Regions from separate parts of the Mus musculus genome. Here all the other regions are linked to region 3. A link is a contact called in public Hi-C, HiChIP or PLAC-seq, Micro-C and promoter capture Hi-C data. All regions are on one chromosome and are shown on one strand. The core of a region is the stretch at or near the end of the contact, and the rest is flanking DNA. Distances in the headings are between cores, read along the strand shown. Region 1 overlaps Hdac5 (histone deacetylase 5). Region 2 overlaps Gm11627 (predicted gene 11627). Region 3 holds the start of Slc25a39 (solute carrier family 25, member 39). Region 4 holds the start of Tmem101 (transmembrane protein 101). Region 5 holds the start of Lsm12 (LSM12 homolog).

Region 1 (4,040 bases), core at 461-2,960, 210 kb after region 3:
TGAGCTTCGGAATCCCATGTGTGTTTCATATGGGTAGCACATGTCAATTTAGGCTGTGCTTCCAGGGCTCAGCCACATATGGTCCAAGGCACTGACGGCGGACAGCATTAGGCAGTCAGCCCTTCGTACCGGCCAAGGTACTTAGGGGTTCCTTGGCCTAGAACTCCTCAGCCTGGTAGGATCTGCAAAGTCTGTTGGCAGGGATATCCTGTTGCAGCTGGAGAGGGCTAGTCTTTGTTCCCATGTGTGGCGAGCCCAGGACTACCTGTGCACTCTGGCAAACCAAAGGGATGGGAAGGGGACCCTAGGAAGGCTTGCTGGTGCCAGGGGCTCTGAGCTCACTGTTAAGGTTATAAGGAGGAGAGAGCATGGGGCTCAGCCTCAGGGGCAGGGTGCCCCCCCTCCCAAATAGTGCTTACTCCCCTTCTCTGCCTCCACAGTGCCGCTCCATGGGCAGTCCCCACTGGTGACGGGTGAACGTGTGGCCACCAGCATGAGGACGGTGGGTAAGCTCCCGAGGCACCGACCTCTGAGCCGCACTCAGTCCTCCCCGCTGCCGCAGAGTCCCCAGGCCCTGCAGCAGCTGGTCATGCAGCAGCAGCACCAGCAGTTCCTGGAGAAGCAGAAGCAGCAGCAGATGCAGCTGGGCAAGGTACGAGCAGAGAGGCGACGTCCTGGGCTTCCCAGGAGTGACCCAGGCTGGCGAGACACGTGGGGGCCGAGCTTCGAGGTTTCCACGGCACGTAGAATCGTGCGGGCGGGTGCCAGGCTGGGGGAGGGAGAGGAGGGGAGCAGACCTACCTGGGCTGAAGGTTGCCATGGCCACCCCCATCCCCAGACGGTGTTGCTTTCCTCTCTCAGATCCTTACCAAAACTGGGGAGCTGTCAAGGCAGCCCACCACTCACCCGGAGGAGACAGAAGAGGAGCTGACGGAGCAGCAGGAGGCCTTGCTGGGAGAGGGGGCCCTGACCATTCCCCGGGAAGGCTCTACAGAAAGTGAGAGCACCCAGGAAGACCTAGAAGAGGAGGAGGAGGAGGAGGAGGAGGAAGAGGAGGACTGCATTCAGGTCAAGGATGAGGATGGCGAGAGTGGTCCTGATGAAGGCCCTGACTTAGAAGAGTCCAGTGCTGGTTACAAAAAGGTACTTCCCACCTACCATCTTTCCTCAGTCTCTGATTTCCTTCCACTCTTGGTTGCTGGTTCCCAGTGGTGTAGTTGCCAGGCCTTGAGCAAGCTTTCTAAAGAAAAGAGGGGCGGAGAGACTAGGAGGGAGTGGGGGGTGGGGGGCTCCTGTGTTGTCTCTGAGCTGTGCCTGTCCCTTGGTGACTGCCCTTGTCTATTAACTGTGTGACTGTGTTTGTGTGTGCGTGCACGCACATGGCCTGTGTGTATCTGCGTTTGTGCCTGCGTTGCTGGTTGTGCGTTGGTCTCTGCATGCATGTGTACACACACGCCCCCACTGTTACTACAGTGTGCCTTGAGCCTAGTGCGCTCCATTCATTGCGGACACAGCCCCAAGCCCTCAGGCCTGACTCATCCCGCCCCCACCCACCCCCGCCCCTCGCAGCCTCTTACCTCAATGCTACTATTTGGGGTGACTCATCACATCCCCCATCTTTCCCATCATCGTGTAAGAGATGGCAAGCCTGGAGCATCTCCTGTCCCTGGAGGGAGCAGGTGGGAGGAGGTGGTGGAAGGAGACTTGGGGGCCCTCTGGAGGCTGAATGGGCCCTGTACTCAGCCCCATTCAGACTGAGCCTTACGCAGGCCTCTTCCTACTCCTTTCCAGTTGTTCGCAGATGCCCAGCAGTTACAGCCCCTCCAGGTGTACCAGGCACCCCTCAGCCTGGCCACTGTGCCTCATCAGGCCCTGGGCCGCACCCAGTCCTCACCTGCTGCTCCTGGGAGCATGAAGAGCCCCACAGACCAACCCACTGTGGTGAAGCACCTCTTCACCACAGGCAAGCCCTAACACTACTCCTCCCATCCTTTCCCCGTGCACCTACTTGGGCTAAGAGATGCCACAGCCACCCCCTCCCCTAGCTCCCCCACATGCTGTGCTTTCTTCTCCCAGATCCTTAGCAAAACTGCACGGAGGGGAAAGGGGTCTTCACTTCTCCCTGCGCACCACAGTTCTTCATGGGAGCAGCGGTAGCTTCTTTGCCAGCAGGAGGGTGGGCAGCCTTGATCCTACTCCCTGGGGCAGCACTGTCTTCTCTGTGCCCCACACTCCCCGCCTAGGGTGTTTGCTTCTGCACCATCTTCCCACAAGTCCTGGAGCCTTGGGTGGAATCCACTGTCTCTTTTAGTTTTTGCTCTTTTAGCCTCCTGTCCACCTTCCTCCCTGTAAGGTTGACAGTAGGCCTCAGGAGCATCCCAAGAGGTTGCCACATGCTGGGCTCTGTCAGGACACAGACTTGCAGCAGATGACATTATCTCGCCAGTGGGGAACGGTGCCCTGGGCCAACACGTTGGGGGAAGGAGGAACATACCCTAGAGGGGATGCAGAGGACGGGGATTGGGACCAGGCTGTGTTAAACAAGCGGAATTTCAGGAGAGGAAAGAGGGTGTCTAGGTGGGTGTTGGTGGAGAGCTGGGATAGCCAGTGATAAGGTTAGGGTTCAGAACAGTTGTGGCTGACACCAGGGTCTGTGGCTCAGGTGTGGTCTATGACACGTTCATGCTGAAGCACCAGTGTATGTGCGGAAACACACACGTGCACCCAGAGCACGCCGGCCGCATCCAGAGCATCTGGTCCCGGCTGCAGGAAACTGGTCTGCTCGGCAAGTGTGAGGTGAGAGAGCGCCCTGCCTTCAGCCTTCTCAGTGGTTCCCTGCTAGCAAAGCCCCTCCCATGCCCTAGCCCTCCAGCCAGTTCTGAGACCTCCTCAGTTCCATCCCTGTGTCTGCTTCTCTCGTGGTCCCCAGCTAACCTGGGGAGGAGTTCTGGAGTAAGGGAGGGGGGGTGTCTCTTCAGGGTAGGGGCATAGTTACCCCAAATCCCTTAGTTCTCCAGGAAGTTGGCTCTGTGAGCATTGGACTATAGTTGTCAAGAGAGCTGAGCCTTGTCAACAGTCTCTGGCCTCTCTTGACCTCCTCTGGCAGCGGATCCGGGGTCGTAAAGCCACACTGGATGAAATCCAGACCGTGCACTCTGAGTACCACACCCTGCTCTATGGGACCAGCCCCCTTAACCGGCAGAAGCTGGACAGCAAGAAGCTGCTTGGTAAGCTGCAAGACACGGTCCCACATGTGCCCTGCGTCCGAGTGTGAGAGTGCTGTCTTAGAGACCACCAAGCCAGAGTAGGCAGTGGTCCGAGTGGGTGTCACCAGCATGGATACTGATTGAACATACTTTGGGGTGGGCGTCAGGCATTAAGGGTGGACCTCTTCTAGAGGTAGGTCCCCAGAACAGGAGCTGGAGGCTCTAAACTGGCATGGACCATGCAGTCCGTGCCAACTGGCAACTGGGACACCTTTCAGAGCGTTTCTGTCTCTCTGCCCTGCAGGCCCCATCAGCCAGAAGATGTACGCCATGCTGCCCTGTGGGGGCATTGGGGTGAGTTGGGTCTGTGGGAGTGGGAGTGGGCAAGTGGCTTTCCCAGCTTGGCCCCTTCCTCCCCCATCCCCGTGGCTGCTGGCCTGCTCTCTGGTGCCCACTCCCATTCCTCCCCTCCCCCCCGCAGAGGGCACACTGAAGCCCGATCTCCTGCCCCTGCAGGTGGACAGTGACACGGTGTGGAATGAGATGCACTCCTCAAGTGCCGTGCGAATGGCAGTGGGCTGCCTGGTGGAGCTGGCCTTCAAGGTGGCTGCAGGAGAGCTCAAGGTAAGGATGTATAAGGACATAGGCCACGCTGTCCTTTGCAGCATGGCAAAGCACTCAGTCTTGAGTACTAAGATGGGCAGGAGCTGCAGAGACAGCCGTGGTGTGAGGGTCGTGAGGGACCAAGTAGGCACTAAGGCCTGAGACTCTTGTGTTTATCTGCAGGAGAGAGACAGCTGTTTGCCCGAGGGGCCTGCAGCTGGCATTTATAAA
Region 2 (4,033 bases), core at 605-3,104, 170 kb before region 3:
CCTCTTCCTTCCTCTGATTTCCGACTGCTCTTCTCCCCAGAACCATATTTGGACTTTTAGAACACCGTGGACCTTAGGACAGCAACACCAGCATCCTTCTTCCAGGAGTTCTCTGGTCTTAATTCCATGGTCTTAATATGACAGTCGCCCCAGATCTTTTATCCTCAGACTCCCCTACAAAGTATTCAACCAACCATGGGTCTATATTATGAGGGAAAAATGTGTGTATCTGCTTTTTAAATTTTTTATTTTATTTTTTTGTTTTCTGGAGACTGTGTCAGCACTAAGCAACCTTTCTTTCCTTGTTTTGCTCCATAAACAGTAACAGTTACCTCCACGGCACTTGCAGGCAGGAGGGATTGTTCGTTTCCAAGAAGATCTGCACCGGCTGTACCCAAATAGAACGTCATTTTGATATGAAGGATTTCAGCCCCTGAAGATTTTGATACCCACAGAGTTGCTGGAAACAGCTCTCCTGGATACCAAGGGATGCTCATCTCATATTTGAATCATCCCGACCCTCACTGAGCAGACAGCTCCCAGAGTAACGCTGACTCAGAGAGAAGGAATTCGAGTCACCCGGGATATTTAAAATATTCTAGTAGCCACGTAGTTTAACAGAAAGAAAAAAAATATTAAGACAAGTGAGATGAACCTTAATAATATTTAATCCAATGATGTAAACTATTTTCATATGTAATCAATATAAAATAATTAGTGCTAAATTTGCTTCTTTTTTTTTTTTTTTTTTCCTCCTTTAAACTGTCGTTGGAATTTAGTTTTGCCCTCACAGCACCTCTGTTTGGTCAGTTGTGTACTCGTGACTCAGACTGGACAAGTGGGTAGATACTGAACAGCCGCTGGGTGTGGTGGTGCGGGCCTTTGATCCCAGCACTGGGGAGGCAGAGGAGGCTCTAGAAGTTTGAGGTCAGCCTGCTCTACGGAGACAAATTAAGGACAGCCAGGGTTACATGGTGGGACCTCATCTCAAAAACAAAACAAAATACTATAACAAAAAACCCCAAGATATTGCACAGTGGGCTCAAAAGATGGCTCGCAGCAGGTAGAGGCAGTCGACCCGAGTTCCATCCCTGGAGCCCATGTTTTTGTAGAAATTTTTAATTTCAATCCGGGGTTTCTACCCTACCTTTGGTCATTTAGTCTCCGGATAAAGACACACAACTTTTATTATTATTATTTTTTTTTTTTTTTTTTTTTTTTTTTTTTTTTTTTTTTGGTTTTTCAAGACAGGGTTTCTCTTTATAGCCCTGGCTGTCCTGGAACTCACTTTGTAGACCAGGCTGGCCTCGAACTCAGAAATCCGCCTGCCTCTGTCTCCCCAGTGCTGGGATTAAATGCGTGCACCACCACGCCTGGCACAACTTTTATTATTAATAATAAGCCTTAAACAGCACAAGAGCTGGGCAGATATCTACCCTCTATGCTATTAAAATCTACTTCCCTATCGATAACCCTGAGTTATTACTGTGTTTCATCTGGGCTGCTCGTAACTCTAACTGGCCAGCCCTCAGTGTCACGTTCTCATGGCGCACCTAGCCCATGGTGGCTTCTCCTTTCTCCTCACCTTCTTCTCCAGCTCCTGACTCTCCCTCAACAACCCCCAGCCCGAAAACCATAAAACCCACCTATATCTCTCCTGCCCAGCTATTGGCTGTCAGCATCTTTATTTACCAATCAAAAGCAACTTGGGTACAAGGGCACATAGTATCACTTGGGTCTATGTGCAGACTCTTGTATTTCTGGGGCAACCAGGTCTTTCTTGGGGACCACACTTTGCATTACAATACACAGCAAAAGTCCTCATGTCCTCAGCACCAGTAAAGCGTGGAGGGAGAGAACTGACTACAGGAAGCTGCTCTCTAATCTTTGCCCACATGCTGTGACATGTGCACACATAGGCACATGCATTTCATATGCAAGGTAATAATAAAATTTTAAAAGGATATTGAACAATATGTAGAGCCTGTTTGGGTCCAACAAGTCCAGGTACTAAAGGCCCATTTTAAAAATTGTGGGAGGAGCTGGAGAGATGGGTCAGTGATAAAGAGCATTGTCTGTTCTTCTTCTAGAGTATCTGAGTACAATTCCCTTTACTACCAGGGCAGCTCACAACCATCTGTCACTCCAGCTTCAGGGAATCCAATGCCTCTGGGCTCCAAAGATACCTGTACTCTATGTGTGTGTGTGTGTGTGTGAACATGCAGACACACACAAACGCATAATTAAAACTAACAATAAATAAAATATTTGCTATAAATATTTTATAAGTAATAATAATAAATAAAATTTTTTTTATTGTCAGGCTGTACATATGGTGCGCACCTTTAATCTGAGCACCTGGGGTCCACTCTCAGCATCCACACGGTGGCTCACACCTATTTGTAACTCCTGTTCCAGAGAATTCAGGGTCCTCTTCTGGCTTCCGTGAACACTGCAAAAATAGCAAAAACGGAGTACACAGACAAAAACTCATATACATAAAATAATTTTGTTAAAAACAAAACAAAACAAGTGGGCTGGTGAGATGGTTCAGTGGGCAGAGGTATTTGAGACCAAGTCTGATGACCTGCCTGCAATCCCCAGGACCCACAGGGCAGAAGAAGACAGCCAGTTCCTGCCAGTTGTCCTCTGACCTCTGCATCATCCTCTGTGGTGTGCACGTTCCCCGTCTCACAAATAAATATAATTAAAATTTTTTTGTTAAGGGCTGGAGAGATGGCTCAGTGATTAAAAGCACTGGATGCTCTTCCAGAGGTCCTGAGTTCAAATCCCCTGCACCCACATGGCAGCTCACAACCATTTATAATGGGATCTGATGCCCTCTTCTGATGTATATAAATAATTAAAAAAAAATGTTGTAGAGTCAGGCAGTAGTGGTGCATGCCTTTAATCCCAACACTTGGGAGGCAGAGGCAGACAGATCACTATGAGTTTGAGGCCAGCCTGGTCTACAGAGTGAGTTCCAGGACAGCCAGGGCTACCCAGAGAAATCATGTCTGGAAAAAAACAAAAAATGTTACTGGGGATATATCTTACTGGTATAGTATTTGCCTGAATTTAATCCACAATGCACACAGTAGAAGAAGAAAACTGACCCCCATGGAACAGTATTCTGAACATGATATGAGTTTGTGTGTGTCCGGTGCAACACCATAAATTAATTAATTAAAAAAACAGGTTTGTATATCATATGTGTATCTGCTGCCCAAGGAGGCCAGAAGGTGTGAAAAGTATGGACAGATGTGAGTTGTCATGAGGGGGCTGGAGACCAAACCTGGGTCCTCTTGTAAAAGCAACAAGTACTCCTACCTGCTGAGCCATCTCTCCAGCCTCTGCCCTCTCCAAAAATTATTTAGGAAAAAAAAAAAAAAATTGACTCCACACTGTGCGACCTTAGAATGTGTGTCCCTTAGCTACTCTATGGCCTTAACTATGTAACCTATTAAATGGGCCAGAAACCTCTCAGAGTGATTGAGAGAATAATGCCAACCAAGTGCTTGATGCACAGTGTGCGCTCAATAAAGGTTAACTCTCTTCAACGCTGCGCGATGGTAATCTTGGTCCCAAAGAACTGTTTGGTGAAAGACTAGGAGAAGAGGCTCTTTGTCTTCCAGCAGAGTGAAACAAGAGTAGGCTGGAGAGTGAGTGCGTTTTGTATGAGGAGCTGGGCTGGGATAAAGATGGCTGCGGGTGCCCAGAAGGCTAAGAGAGAGGTTGCCGCCTTGGAATTTGGAACAGAAAGAGAGAAGCATAAGGCCGATGATTCACTGCTGGGATGAGGCTTCTAGGGTTTATAAAAACAAAAGAAAAAGAAAAGAAAAGAAGTGAAATGAAATGAGAAAAAAGAAAAGAAAAGAAAGAAAGAAATGAAAAGAAAAGAAAGAAGAAAAAAAAAAAAAGACGTAGAAGACTGAAAACTCCAGCGATCCCTTCAGGAGGTGGTGTTCACTCCGCAGCGAGCTGCGCGGCTGAGCAGGTTTGCTGAGTGCTTGGAGAAAGAAGTTGGTTGGGA
Region 3 (4,042 bases), core at 53-2,552:
AGAGGACACAGGATAGGACAGGGCAGCACAAGCGACACTTCACTCGTGACTCTCCTGCCGCCTCTGCCTCACGGCCAACCGACTGCCCGGGCCTTTTGATCATTGGCTGCTTTCCTAACTACCCGTTTGCTCTCACTCCGCCCCCAAAGCTGGAGGATCCGAGCCATGGAAATGCCGAAAGGGTTTTCTCAGGGTAAAGTTATGGTTGGCCACTTGGAATCCACGTGCTAGCTGGGCTGGCTGGGCGGCTCCAGCGCGGTCTGCAACCAGTTGGGGACTGAGGGGCGGAGACGGTAGTGACGTCAAAGCCGCGGCCTTTTCTTCTTAAAGGTGCAGCCTCACACCGCGTGTTCCAGTTTCTGTTAACACCGTTTTAGCTTGGAAGTCTTAGAGGCGAGGCGGGCGGTGGGGTGCCGGGTACTGAGCTGGTGCGGAAACAGCGCTGTTTGCAAGCCCACCGGGGAAGGCAGCGGCAAAAGTTTTAACTTGAGTCCATTTCATTTTCTGTAAAATGGGGGTACCTACGTCTGTAATTACCTACTATGAAAAGTTTTGGTAGAGGCCATTTCTGGCCTACATTGGAAACTATGCCAGCAAAGGTTACGTAGATCGTCTTGGGGGAAAGAAACAAAAAACTTCTAAGTATTAAAAGTGGTAACAGTCTAAGATCTGTCGCGAAACACTGGTTTTCTTTCTTGCTCTACGTTCTCTGTGTCCTCGGCCCAAAGAGGTCCTGTAAATTTGCCCAGGGCCACACCACGTCTAGCCCAGGTTGCAGGTCGGCTGACAAGGCTGCCCTGCAGGTCATAAAGCGTTCTGGGGTTGCAACCCCGTTTCATCATCCGTAAAAGAGGATGGTGATTCCAGCCAACAGGCTCGCCATAAATCGTAAACTCCCGCCACGGAGCTAAGTGGGCAGATGTTTGCCATTGCTGTCCCACACTCTGATGACCTTGAAGAACCGACCCTCGCGGCAGCTGCCTCGTAAAAGGACGCGGAGCAGCAATACCCAAGCGGTCAGGAAAGTTCCAGCGATCGCAGGTCTGGACTCCCCGGACAACACTCCTGCAGGGCGTGGGCAGAGGAGAGCTACTGGAGCCGGGTGCAAGCGCCGTCCAGTCGGCGACCTTGACCTGCCGGCCGCAAGGAGCGCGGGGCCGCGGCGACCCGCCCACGCGGCCGCGGCGCAAGGGCGGAACTGGGGGGGTGGGAGGAGGGCCGCGAGTGGGCGGAGCTCGTTGCACTCCGTGCGCGCGGCCGGTCGGCCACGGGGCGGGGCTTCGCCTTCTGGGGGCGGAGCCGGTCTCACCGCTCTCCCGGGCGGCCGCTGTGCGAAGCGGGCACGCGCGGACCCTGCACCGGCCGCGGAGCCGCTATGGGCCCGCCAGGCCCCTGGCGTGGCGCGGCGCAAGGACCGGCTCCGAGCCAGGTGGGCGGGCCTGGGCTGGAGTGGGTTCTCCGAGGGTCCCCGGCTGGGAGGGGAATCGAGGCCGCGGGAAGGGGGTGGGCCTCTCCGTGAACCCCTTTACTGGGCCTGGGCATGGAGTGCGGCCGAGTCTCGGTGAAAGGGTTTGTTACTAGGTCTCTGCTTCCATCTCCGCGGCTTGTGTTTAAGAGAGAGAGGAGGCAGACAGAGAATGTCCTGCCATCCAGGCCTCACGGCCTGTCCTCTCTGGCCCCAGGCAGGCAGTGTGGGGGAGGGCCAGCAATCTTGGGAAGGAAGGTGGACCTTCCTCTATCAGCAGATTTGTTTACACGTTTCTCTCGGTGCCCGACTCGACCTCTCCTCGCCCGGGGCGCTCATGTGTCCGCCCAGATGTTGGGTGGAGGGGCTCAGGTGTTTGATCTTTCGGCCTCTGGTCTGGAGGAGCATGTGGCTGAGAAAATAGCCATCACTGTCTTTGGCCGACGGCTATTCTAGCTTCTTTCCAAACGAATGACGTAACCTTGAAGGTCACAGCAACCTTTGAGCCTTAGTTTTCCCCTCGGCAAAGTGAGCACATTTCTAGATTTTAAAGATTATAGAGGCAAACTCTGGATGAGACCTGAGTGCGCTGTCGTTAAAGTCCCAGAGCACCTTAGCTCATGCTTGCTCCCCACTCCCCCCACTCAGGCCTGCCTTGTCAGGGGGTAAGCTCCATTTGACTGTGGTGTGTGTTTTCAGGATTGAAATTCCAAGATGGATGATCAGGACCCTGGGGGCATTAGCCCCCTTCAGCAAATGGTGGCCTCAGGAGCCGGGGCTGTGGTCACCTCCCTCTTCAGTAAGACCTGGGGAGATGGGGGATGGGGCAGCTGGGGGTTAATGTGGGCTAAAGGTTGGAGGCAGTTTGGTTCTGATAAAGAAGAGGGTGAGTGGTGTCCTGAAGGAACCTTCAGACCTACCTCCTTCCCCAGTGACACCCCTGGATGTGGTGAAGGTCCGCCTTCAGTCTCAGAGACCCTCGGCAACCAGCGGTGAGTACCAGATCAAGGCGAGCTGCCTGACAAAATAAGGATTTCCCAGAGATGGGGTTCTAGTGGGGGAGGCTGCATTCCTGACCACCAGGGCTGACCTTTGTGTTTCAGAATTGACAACTCCCTCCAGATTCTGGAGTCTCTCCTACACCAAATGTGAGTGCCCCAAGCCCCAGGCCCTTGGGAGGGCCCAGGGAAGAAGTGTTGAGTATCCCTCGAGTACCTGGGTTACCCATGATCATAGAGTAGTACATGAGCCCAGCAGTGGTGGTGCACGGTGCGCACCTTTAATGTCCCACTTGGGAAGCAGAGGCAGGCGGATTTCTGAGTTTGAGGCCAGCCTGGTCTATGGAGTGAGTTCCAGGACAGCCAGGGCTACACAGAGAAACCCTCTCTCGAGATCCCCTCCTGCCCCCCCATACTTTGAGGCCACATTAGTCAGCTTTCTGACACTGGAATAGCCACATATTGACCCAGCTATGTCACCCAGCAAGGCTCCAGGCCCTTCCACCCTAATGTCCGTTCCCTTTCCCAGCATCCTCCGCTCTACAGTCCCCAGGGAAGTGCCTCCTATACTGCAATGGAGTCCTGGAGCCCCTGTACCTGTGCCCAAATGGTACCCGCTGTGCCACCTGGTTTCAGGACCCCACACGGTTCACTGGCACCTTGGTAAGGAGCAGAATCAATGTGTCTCTGAGGGACTCGATTTGGATTTGGCTAGGCTGCCGGTGTGGGGAATGGAAAGCAAATGGGGTGGTTGTTCAGTGTAGGAAGGGCTTACCTGGGAGGCTGTTCCTTCAGAAAGCTTTTTGGTCCTGATGCTGAGAATCAAAAACAGGACCTAATAGCGTAATACACACTAGTAAAGTTCTTTACTATGGAATTGTTTTGTTCTTTGCTTTTTGTGGTTTTGGGGGTGGGGGTGGGGGTTTGTGTGGTTTGTTTGTTTAGGTTTGTGTGTGTGTGGGGGGTAGTGGTAGATAGGGTTCTTCTTGTAATAGACCAGGCTGGCCTCAAGCTCCCAGAGATCCACCTTCTCCACCTCCCGAGTGCTGAGACTAAAGATGTGTAGCACCAACGTCCATCCACTTCCTTAAGGTTTAAGGGGTGGACTAGGAGTCCACCTAGAACCAAGTTGGGGGGCGTGGAGTGGGGTGTGAGTGTAGAGCTAACTGGCTCTTCTCAGGACTCAAGCAAGACTCTAGGCAGAGGCTGAGCCAGTCCATCGCAGGCCTTGTTCATCTCTGTCTTCTTTCCCTGGGCTGCCTGCTGGCTTGGTCAGGATGCCTTTGTGAAGATTGTGCGGCATGAGGGCACTAGGACCCTGTGGAGCGGCCTCCCAGCCACCCTGTGAGTACCCTAGTCATGGCTGGGTAGGGAAGGGGGTGCTTGAGAGGTTTGGGAGCCCTTAAGTGATTTTCCTGGCCTCTCCATACTCCCAGGGTGATGACCGTGCCAGCTACTGCTATCTACTTCACTGCTTACGACCAACTCAAGGCCTTCCTGTGTGGTCAGTCCTTGACCTCTGACCTCTACGCACCCATGGTGGCTGGTGCCCTCGCCCGAAGTGAGCACAACTAACCAT
Region 4 (4,118 bases), core at 1,303-3,802, 250 kb after region 3:
TGATTGCTAAGGTTATGATGGGAAGGTAGACAACTGCCAAGTAGGCTTGTAGGGACTCTTTTTTTTTTTTTTAAGATTTATTTATTATTATATGTAAGTACACTGTAGCTGTCTTCAGACACACCAGAAGAGGGCATCAGATCTCATTACGGGTGGTTGTGAGCCACCATGTGGTTGCTGGGATTTGAACTTCGGACCTTCGGAAGAGCAGTCGGGTGCTCTTACCCACTGAGCCACCTCACCAGCCCCATTGTAGGGACTCTTATGGACACAAATAATCCCAGCATTTGGGAGGCAGGGGCAGGTGGATCTCTATGAATTTGAGGTCAACCTGGTCTACAGAGTGAGTTCCAGGACAGCCAGGGCTACACAGAGAAACACTGTCTCAAAAAACAAAACAAAACAAAACAAAACAAAACAAAACCAAAATAAATAAATAAATAAATAAATAAAATCCAGCCATGTGGTAGTGAATGGTGCAAGTCTTTAATCCCAGTGTTTAGGAGGCAGAGGCAGGCAAATCTCTTGAGTTCCAGGCGAGCCTGATCCACAGAGGGAATTCTAGAACAACCCCAACTACACAGAGAAACCCTGTCTTGAAAAACTGAAAGAAGGGGCTGGAGAGATGGCTCAGTGGCTAAGAGCACTGGCTGCTCTTGCAAAAGTCCTGAGTTCAATTCCCAGCAACCACATGGTGGCTCAGGACCATCTGTAATGAGATTCGATGCCCTCTTGTGGTGTGTCTGAAGACATCAAAAGTGTACTGATATACATAACATACATAAATAAATCTTTTTTAAAAAAACTGAAAGAAAAGAAAGAAAGAAAGAAAGAAAGAGAGAGAGAGAGAGAAAGAAAGAAAGAAAGAAAGAGAAAGAAAGAAAGAAAGAAAGAAAGAAAGAAAGAAAGAAAGAAAGAAAGAAAGAAAGGAGAAAAATAATCAAAGTTTGGTTCCTTCTAGCCCCTCAGCGCTAGGCATCAGAGCACTGCATGAGTCCGTGGTAGCTGAAGAGACTGATAAAGTATAACTCCTTGGAAAGTGATTCTGTTCTGTGGACTTGTCTTATGGCATAGGACGGATAGATAGAGGCAGACAAAATAGCCTCTAACCCGGGCCTTTTTTCATTCCCCTTGTCTATTATCCATGCCCAATTTGTATCTACACAGTCCTATTTCCCAGTTCTTTGATATACTTAGTCTTTGTTTAAAGAAAGAGGAGGAGGAGGAGGAGGAGGAGGAGGAGGAGGAGGAATGTGAGATGAGCATGGTGACTTTAATTCTAGCACTCAGGAGGCACAGGCAGGCAGAGCTGTAGGTTTAATATTTAATGATGGTTCTTAAATGCTTTAACCTCCCTTTTAGCCAACCACCCACCAGAGTTAGGGAAAGAAAGGATATGGGGGAGGTGGACATGTTTAGAAAGGTTCTTGGGAGCAACTCCCATCTGTGTTGTATGGATACGTAGGTCTCTCCTCTTTTCTTAGGAGACAAAAGCAGCAAGACCAAAAGAGAGGTGACTTAGAGACAAGAGGACTCCTTACTTTAAAAGTTCGGCCAAAGACAGCAAAGACAGAGAATTCTCTCTGGGGTCTGTATCACACCCTTTTATGGGACCCTTATTATCTGCCAAACCACCTTTGCTACATTTAAGTCTCCCAGCAGTGATGAGGTGGAAAGCCATTATCCCCATCTCACACTTGAGTCTCCATTTAGATGACACAGGATCGGTTTTCAGCTTGGAGTCCAGGTCTGGTTATGTCCAGAGTCGGTTGCTTCCATACATCAAGCTGTGTTCCAGGATTTCTGATGTTTCAACCCCATGCTCCTTGCTCCTGTCCCATTTTGAGAGTACAAAGAACACCGGCTTTTGTTTCAGAGATCCTGACTTCAGTCCCCAGCAACCTTAGTGGCTCACAACCATCTATGATAGGATCTGATGCCCCTTTCTGTCATGCAGGCATACATGTAAATAGAATATTCATATACATAAATAAACAAATCAGAGCTGGAGAGATGGCTCAGCACTTAAGAGCACTGACTTCCAGAGGTCCTGAGTTGAATTCTCAGCAACCACATGATGGTATACAACCAACTGTAATGAGATCTGATGCCCTGATGGTGTGTCAGAAGACAGCGACAGTACACTCATAAATAAAATAAATAAAAATTCTTAAAAAAATAAACAAGTGGTCTATATTTTGTTTTTAATGTATGAGTGTTCTGTTTTCACGTACACCGGTATGCCAGAAGAGGGCATCAGATCCCTTTAAAGACGGTTGTAAACCACCTTGTGGTTGCTGGGAATTGAACTCAGGAGCTCTGGAAGAGCAGCAGTGTCCTTAACCGCTGAAACATCTCACCAGCCCCTAAACAAATCTTTTCTTTTTAAAGGGAAAGAAAGGGCAAATTGAAGCTCTGAGTTCTCTTCATGGGGAGCGTTCAGAAAGGCTGACTCCTCCTTCTAGAACACATTTTTCCCACCCGGAACTAGGGAGCAAGAGCTTTGTTTCCCGACGAAAAGAAAAACAGTCAGGGACCGGAAGTTGCCTGTATCATTCCCCGCTGCTGGTCTCCCGGACCCGGCTGAGGCCGTAGCGGACTGCCCTTTCCCAAGATGGCTTCGAAGATTGGATCGAGACGCTGGATGCTGCAGCTGATCATGCAGCTGGGTTCCGTGCTGCTCACGCGCTGCCCCTTTTGGGGCTGCTTCAGCCAACTTATGTTGTACGCTGAAAGGGCCGAGGCGCGCCGGTGAGCGCGCCCACGAAGTCGTCGAATGCGGTGGGGGGCGGTCCGACCTGTCCCAGGAACTGGGGTGCGGTGATGTTGGGGCCCAGAAGTCGGGATACTTAGACTGGGAGGAATTGGTACTCAAACAGGTTGGAAGATGCTCTCTTTCGATTGTACGGCCATTACTGATGTGGCGGCGGCTCCGGCAGTGAGAAGGATCTCGGGTTTTTGGGGGGCAGTGGCGATTGCAGGAACTTACAGAGGTCCCCAGATACTTACTCTCTATTCATTCTGTCCTCCTTGTTCCCTACACTCGATCCACAGGAAGCCCGACATCCCAGTGCCTTATCTATATTTCGACATGGGGGCAGCTGTGTTGTGTGCTAGCTTCATGTCCTTCGGAGTGAAGCGGCGTTGGTTTGCGTTGGGCGCCGCGCTGCAGCTAGCCATCAGCACCTACACCGCTTACATCGGGGGCTATGTCCACTACGGGGACTGGCTAAAGGTGAGCACGGGGACTCTAGACGAGATTTAGCTATGGGAAGGAGCTGAAGGTTCCTGATGTATGTGGTGGGCATGTATGGTACTCCTGAACTTGAAGCCCGGGAAAACTGAGGTACTAGGTTTGCAGCAGTTTTGTGGCAATCATTACAGACCACAGACGTGTCAGACCCATAGAGACCACACCGACCTCCCTTGTAGACTGTGAAAAGGGAGGTCCAGAGATGGAAAATGGACTCTCCCAAAATCATGCCACAGTGTATGGAAGGGATCGGTAACCCAGAGTTATCTGATTCTCAGAATCTTTTAAACCATTACTTTATTGGTGTCAGACTTGTAAAACAAAAGAGGCCTTGGAGAATATCTGGTCTACCCATCAGGTTTTATGAAATGTGATTAATACTAGTGCAGAATTTGTGCCTTCAAATGCAGATGCTTATACCGGCTACTGGTAGCCTAGAGGTGAGGTAGCTTGGAGGCAGGGTCCGAAAGGATCAGACTGTCAGTCTAGTAGGGGAGGCAGGTGTGAACAGCTATGGGATAGTGGGCCTATTTGTTTTGCATTGTTTTGTTTCTAGACAGGGTTTCTCTGTAGACCAGGATGGCTCAAACACACACATACATCTGCCTCTGTCTCCCAAGTGCTGGTATTAAAGGCATTCACCGCCGCCACCACCACCACCACTGCCTGGCTGGCTGTTCTTGTTTTAGTTGCTATAGAGTCTATACTACATAGTGGGAAGAACCCTGCCATTATGTTTCAGGCTAGGGGTGGAGGAGATGGCGATCTGTGGCAGCTGGGTTCTGCCACTTTCTGTAGGACCATGGACAGTTTCTTTACCCCTCTCAGCCCTCAGTTTCTGCCTTGTGTAGAGAATTCGCTCTCT
Region 5 (3,856 bases), core at 1,314-3,813, 220 kb after region 3:
GTTTCTCTGTGTAGCCCTGGCTGTCCTGGAACTCAAGTTTGTAGACCAGGCTGGTCTCGGACTCAGAAATCCGCCTGCCTCTGCCTCCCGAGTGCTGGGATTAAAGGCATGGGCTACCACGCCCGGCTTTAGTTAGTTGTTTTTTGAGACAGAGTTTCTCTGTGTAACAGTCCTTGCTGTCCTGGAACTCACTTTGTTGACCAGACTGGCCTCGGGCTCACAGAGATCACTCTGCTTCTGCCTCCACTGCTGGCTTGATTTGATAGTTTAAAAAATACATTTATTTATTACACTGTAGCTGTCTTTAGACACACCAGAAGAGGGCATCAGATCCCATGGTTGTAAGCCACCATGTGGTTGTTGGGACTTGAACTCAGGCCCTCTGGAAGAGCAGTCAGTGCTCTTAACCGCTGAGCCATCTCTCCAGCCCCTAACTAGACAGTCAATAATTAGATCAGCTCCTTTGGTGTTGTAGTATTTATGTTCAAGTAATTCTTATTTTATGTAATGAGGATCCAATAAGTGATGTGTCAAATCAGACACTTTGAAACAGAGAGCCTACTCATGAAAATTTTATTGTGATATTTATTATTAAGAGCATTCTATTTTAGCTGGGTTGTGGTGACACAGGACTTTGATCCCTGCACTTGGGAAGCAGAGGCAGATGGATCCCTGTGAGTTCAAAGCCAGCCTGGTCTACAGAGCCAGTTTCAGGACAGCTGAGGTTACACAGAGAAACTCTGTCTCCAAAACACAAAACAAAACAAAACAAAACTCACTCTATTTTAATTAGAAGGTGTTAAGTTCTTACTGGGCCTAACATAAACTCTGTCTTCTCTTTGTATGTGTAGGGGGAAAAAAAATTCTATGTAGAGATTCCTATTTTTAGAGTTTCAGGTACGTACTTTAGAAAAGGGGAGGCGCCTTTAATCTCAGCACTTGGGAGGCAGAGGCAGGTGGATTTCTGAGTTCAAGGCCAGCCTGGTCTACAAAGTGAGTTCCAAGACAGCCAGGCAGTACAGAGAAACCCTGTCTCGAAAAAAACAAAAAAACAAAACAAAAAACAAAAAAACAAAAAAACAAAAAAAGGGAGACTAATTACAGTGTCATAAAGAAGTGAAGTCAGGGATGAGAATATATAGGTTAGCAGAGGTGCAAGGTCCTGGGTTTAATCCCAGCATTCCCTCCTTCCTGCCTGGAGAAGGAGAATTATGTATATATGACTTGTTATGGGGTCCAGAATGACACAACATTCCTCTGAAACAGACAAAAGCATGGAGAAGAATTTTTATTCCCATTATAACAATTGCACCAATGCCTCCAACACAAGGAAGTTTTTGCCTGTTGGAGCACAAGGAAACATTTTTGAACTTTGTTCAGGCTCACTCAGTGCCAGAGCTGGCCCTATGCCTCTCTGTAAACTAGAGAAAGGTCAATCCATTTCTCCGATGATTTTTATATTGTGGGGAGGGGTGGGTGAAGGATGGCAGCTGGGGCTGGGAGGTTTATAAGTGCATCTGCACAGTTCCTTTTGTAAGGTTAGTGAGTATTGTAATATCAAATGGATATCATTGGGACTGGACTTTGCCATTATTACCATTCCCTGTTCCGGACTTCCCACCTTTCCCAAGTATGTATATATGTATGTATGTATGCATGCATGTATGTATGTATGTATGTTTCTACTAGTGCTGAGATTTGAACCCTATGTCCGTAAGAATGGATATGTGCTCTGTTACTGAGCAACATTCCAGAGCTGTTCTTCCTTTTACTGAGCTTTCTGAGATCACAGGGTTACTATTATTTACTTAGATCCTATATGTCATGCATGTATGCATTACCTCACTTAAGCCTCCTTACTGCCTTAGGAGGCAAACGTTATTATCTGATAAAGACCAGTAAGTAGTACCTTTGTTACAATCAAAACCATGGCTTTGCCAGTTTTGTGACCCTGACAATTTTAAGACTTCCTTTCTTTGTCTGTAAAATGAGGATATTGATTCCTTCCTTGAGGGGATGCCAGATGCTCACTAAGTAGTACTAAGTAGTATTTAGATCCCACCGAAGAAACATAAGTTTGCTAATTTGCTTACGGTATTTGGTAAATGGCCTCAGATTCTAATTTGCTTAGCCCTACAGCTAATGTATTTTGTTCGACTACTTTATAATTGGTTATAATCATTTTGAGTGAGTCCTGGTAATTCTTGTGAGCTTCTGGTTCTTCGTATGCAAATGAGGATAATATTTTATAGAGTTCATTCATTAAACGTTTTTGTGTAAGGTGTGGGCTTCAGCGAGACTCCAGTTGCTTTCCCTTTCTCCATCTTGTCCTACGTAAATCATTTAGCCTTTATATGTATCTATTTCCTTAGCTTCCAACAGAGCTTTGCAGGAACTTGGCCGAGCAGACCGGCAGCGGCACATTTTTTACTGTATTCAAGATTCCTCTTTTATTTCCTCTTCTACCTAAGGCTCCCGCCCCACCCAGCGCCAGGCCACGCCCCTGCGCATGACGTCAGCACGCCTCGCGCGTCGCGTCGCGGCGCTTGCTGGGGGCCCGGCTTTCGCCCGCTGCTGCCGCCGCCGCCGCCGGCCGCGGCTGCTCTCCCAAGATGGCGGCACCTCCGGGCGAGTACTTCAGCGTTGGGAGCCAGGTGTCGTGCCGGACGTGCCAGGAGCAGCGGCTGCAGGGCGAGGTGGTAGCCTTCGACTACCAGTCCAAAATGCTGGCTCTAAGTATCCTTCTCTGCGTGGACCCCGAGGCCGGGCCGGCGTGTAGGTGCGGTGGTGGGGGGGCGGGGGACGGCGGCGGCAGCTAGGGCCCTCTCCCGGCCTAGGGGCGACCGGCTACCGCGGTGCCCCGGGCGCATGCGCATGGCCGTGAGATTCCCATCCCCCTCCCGCGGGCCTTTTCGGTCCACTTTGGGGACCCTTGTCTCCCACCCCTTGTGGGAGCTGGGCCCCAACTGAGGGTTGGTGGGTGGAGCGGGGCTTGACACGCGGGTGTCTTTTCGGGAGGGGACGATGTCTTAAGGGGACTCCGTGATTGAGGGGAGGGGGTCGTGGTGGGGAGAGGGCTGGAGATTGGAGCCCGGATGGAGTCGGGAGGGGTGTGTAGGGTCAGGAACTGCTAGTAGGGTAAGGGTATGGACTTTACGAGTGGACTGTCTGCTGATGAGATTTGATTCAAGAAAGGGCGGTGGTGGGATGGTGGTCTAATGGGCCTTGCCGGTTTAGAGATGGGAAGTGCGGAACAGAGTTTGTATCTGAACTGGTGGCGAATTTTGCTGGGGTGGTGTATGCTTGGTGTCACTGTGTGTGCTGACTTTGAAGGTTCTCAGGCATTTGAAAACTGCTACTTAGGAGGTGTTGGAATTAGAAGCCTGGTCTAGAGAGGACTTGCCACGTTTTTCAGGGGTTTATGTATGACAGACAGTGTGGCCTTCGGTTCAGTTCAACACATTCCATAGAAACGTCCCTCTTTTTCAAAGTACCAGTGTTAAACTGCATGGAAGAAGTGGCCCTGTTCCCTAATGGTTTATGAATTACTTCACCAACTCACTGTTGGAAAACAAAACGCTTCCTGGTTGAAATAAATGAACCTCTGCCTCCCCCTTTATTTGAGCTACAGGTGGGTTTACTAGAATTATTTTTAGAAGGTAGCCTCTGTCTTTAAAATGAAGTTTCTTATGGAAACTTCTGCTGCCTTTTAATTGTGAGTTGTTGATTTCCAGCTCAGAAAGATTTCTTCATAAACGGCATACAACAAGAACGATTTCTTTGTGTGTGTGTGTTATTTTAAAAAGAGGAGAACATACTTTGGCCTAAAACCTCTTCCTTTGGTGACTTACTTGGA

What was found. Hi-C and Micro-C count contacts between places; a contact is called where the count stands out from the background. HiChIP or PLAC-seq counts read pairs in DNA pulled down with a chosen protein or histone mark. Capture Hi-C pulls out chosen DNA fragments and counts their contacts.
Region 1: a contact with region 3 is called in an HNF4G HiChIP or PLAC-seq map of pancreatic cancer cells. The contact joins the enhancer-like site here to the promoter of Slc25a39 in region 3. A contact is called at or near these places in 1 of 39 promoter capture datasets (hippocampal neurons), 2 of 484 Hi-C or Micro-C datasets (cumulus cells and liver), 18 of 115 datasets of contacts at active chromatin or transcription factors (the SCID.adh cell line, SST interneurons, VIP interneurons and 14 more) and 3 of 9 other capture datasets (adipose tissue, liver and pancreatic islet).
Region 2: a Micro-C map of the HL-1 cell line shows a contact between it and region 3, with 3 times the contacts expected there. The contact joins the enhancer-like site here to the promoter of Slc25a39 in region 3. A contact is called at or near these places in 1 of 39 promoter capture datasets (the 3T3-L1 cell line), 3 of 484 Hi-C or Micro-C datasets (the Ba/F3 cell line, the HL-1 cell line and embryonic stem cells), 1 of 115 datasets of contacts at active chromatin or transcription factors (pancreatic cancer cells) and 3 of 9 other capture datasets (adipose tissue, liver and pancreatic islet).
Region 4: a contact with region 3 is called in a Hi-C map of liver, with 1.9 times the contacts expected there. The contact joins the promoter of Tmem101 here to the promoter of Slc25a39 in region 3. A contact is called at or near these places in 6 of 39 promoter capture datasets (the SN4741 cell line, hematopoietic stem and progenitor cells, liver and 2 more), 18 of 484 Hi-C or Micro-C datasets (B cells, CD4 T cells, the G1E-ER4 cell line and 9 more), 19 of 115 datasets of contacts at active chromatin or transcription factors (bone marrow-derived dendritic cells, bone marrow-derived macrophages, cardiomyocytes and 13 more) and 3 of 9 other capture datasets (adipose tissue, liver and pancreatic islet).
Region 5: a contact with region 3 is called in a promoter capture Hi-C map of adipose tissue. The contact joins the promoter of Lsm12 here to the promoter of Slc25a39 in region 3. A contact is called at or near these places in 4 of 39 promoter capture datasets (the 3T3-L1 cell line, hippocampal neurons, macrophages and 1 more), 12 of 484 Hi-C or Micro-C datasets (CD4 T cells, CD8 T cells, cardiomyocytes and 7 more), 20 of 115 datasets of contacts at active chromatin or transcription factors (the HPC-7 cell line, the SCID.adh cell line, VIP interneurons and 15 more) and 3 of 9 other capture datasets (adipose tissue, liver and pancreatic islet).

What each region holds. Positions count from the first base shown.
Region 1 is chr11:102,199,156-102,203,195 of GRCm38.p6, reverse strand. It overlaps Hdac5 (histone deacetylase 5), which reads left to right. Exons shown (of 27, transcript NM_010412.3): 12 at 441-652; 13 at 862-1,143; 14 at 1,792-1,963; 15 at 2,663-2,796; 16 at 3,107-3,227; 17 at 3,511-3,560; 18 at 3,723-3,830. Among named protein-coding and RNA genes, the nearest start is that of G6pc3, 11 kb to the right of the region's middle. Within about 2 kb of position 1,710, at least 45 of the 459 cell types and tissues checked have an H3K27ac peak or open chromatin away from gene starts, as enhancers often do. A contact at or near this core is called in epiblast stem cells, memory CD8 T cells and pancreatic cancer cells, where this site is marked.
Region 2 is chr11:102,573,087-102,577,119 of GRCm38.p6, reverse strand. Gm11627 (predicted gene 11627) reads left to right here. Exons shown (of 3, transcript NR_040286.1): 3 at 323-721. Among named protein-coding and RNA genes, the nearest start is that of Gm11627, 4.0 kb to the left of the region's middle. Within about 2 kb of position 1,854, at least 5 of the 459 cell types and tissues checked have an H3K27ac peak or open chromatin away from gene starts, as enhancers often do. A contact at or near this core is called in the HL-1 cell line, where this site is marked.
Region 3 is chr11:102,404,777-102,408,818 of GRCm38.p6, reverse strand. Slc25a39 (solute carrier family 25, member 39) reads left to right here and starts at 1,302. Exons shown (of 12, transcript NM_026542.3): 1 at 1,302-1,429; 2 at 2,165-2,264; 3 at 2,398-2,457; 4 at 2,569-2,613; 5 at 2,993-3,126; 6 at 3,740-3,807; 7 at 3,900-4,024. The coding sequence starts at 2,180. Mir6930 (microRNA 6930) reads left to right here and starts at 3,832; the gene lies at 3,832-3,899.
Region 4 is chr11:102,154,841-102,158,958 of GRCm38.p6, reverse strand. Tmem101 (transmembrane protein 101) reads left to right here and starts at 2,552. Exons shown (of 4, transcript NM_029649.2): 1 at 2,552-2,751; 2 at 3,055-3,235. The coding sequence starts at 2,615.
Region 5 is chr11:102,183,963-102,187,818 of GRCm38.p6, reverse strand. It overlaps Lsm12 (LSM12 homolog), which reads left to right and starts at 2,563. Exons shown (of 5, transcript NM_172947.3): 1 at 2,563-2,736. The coding sequence starts at 2,613.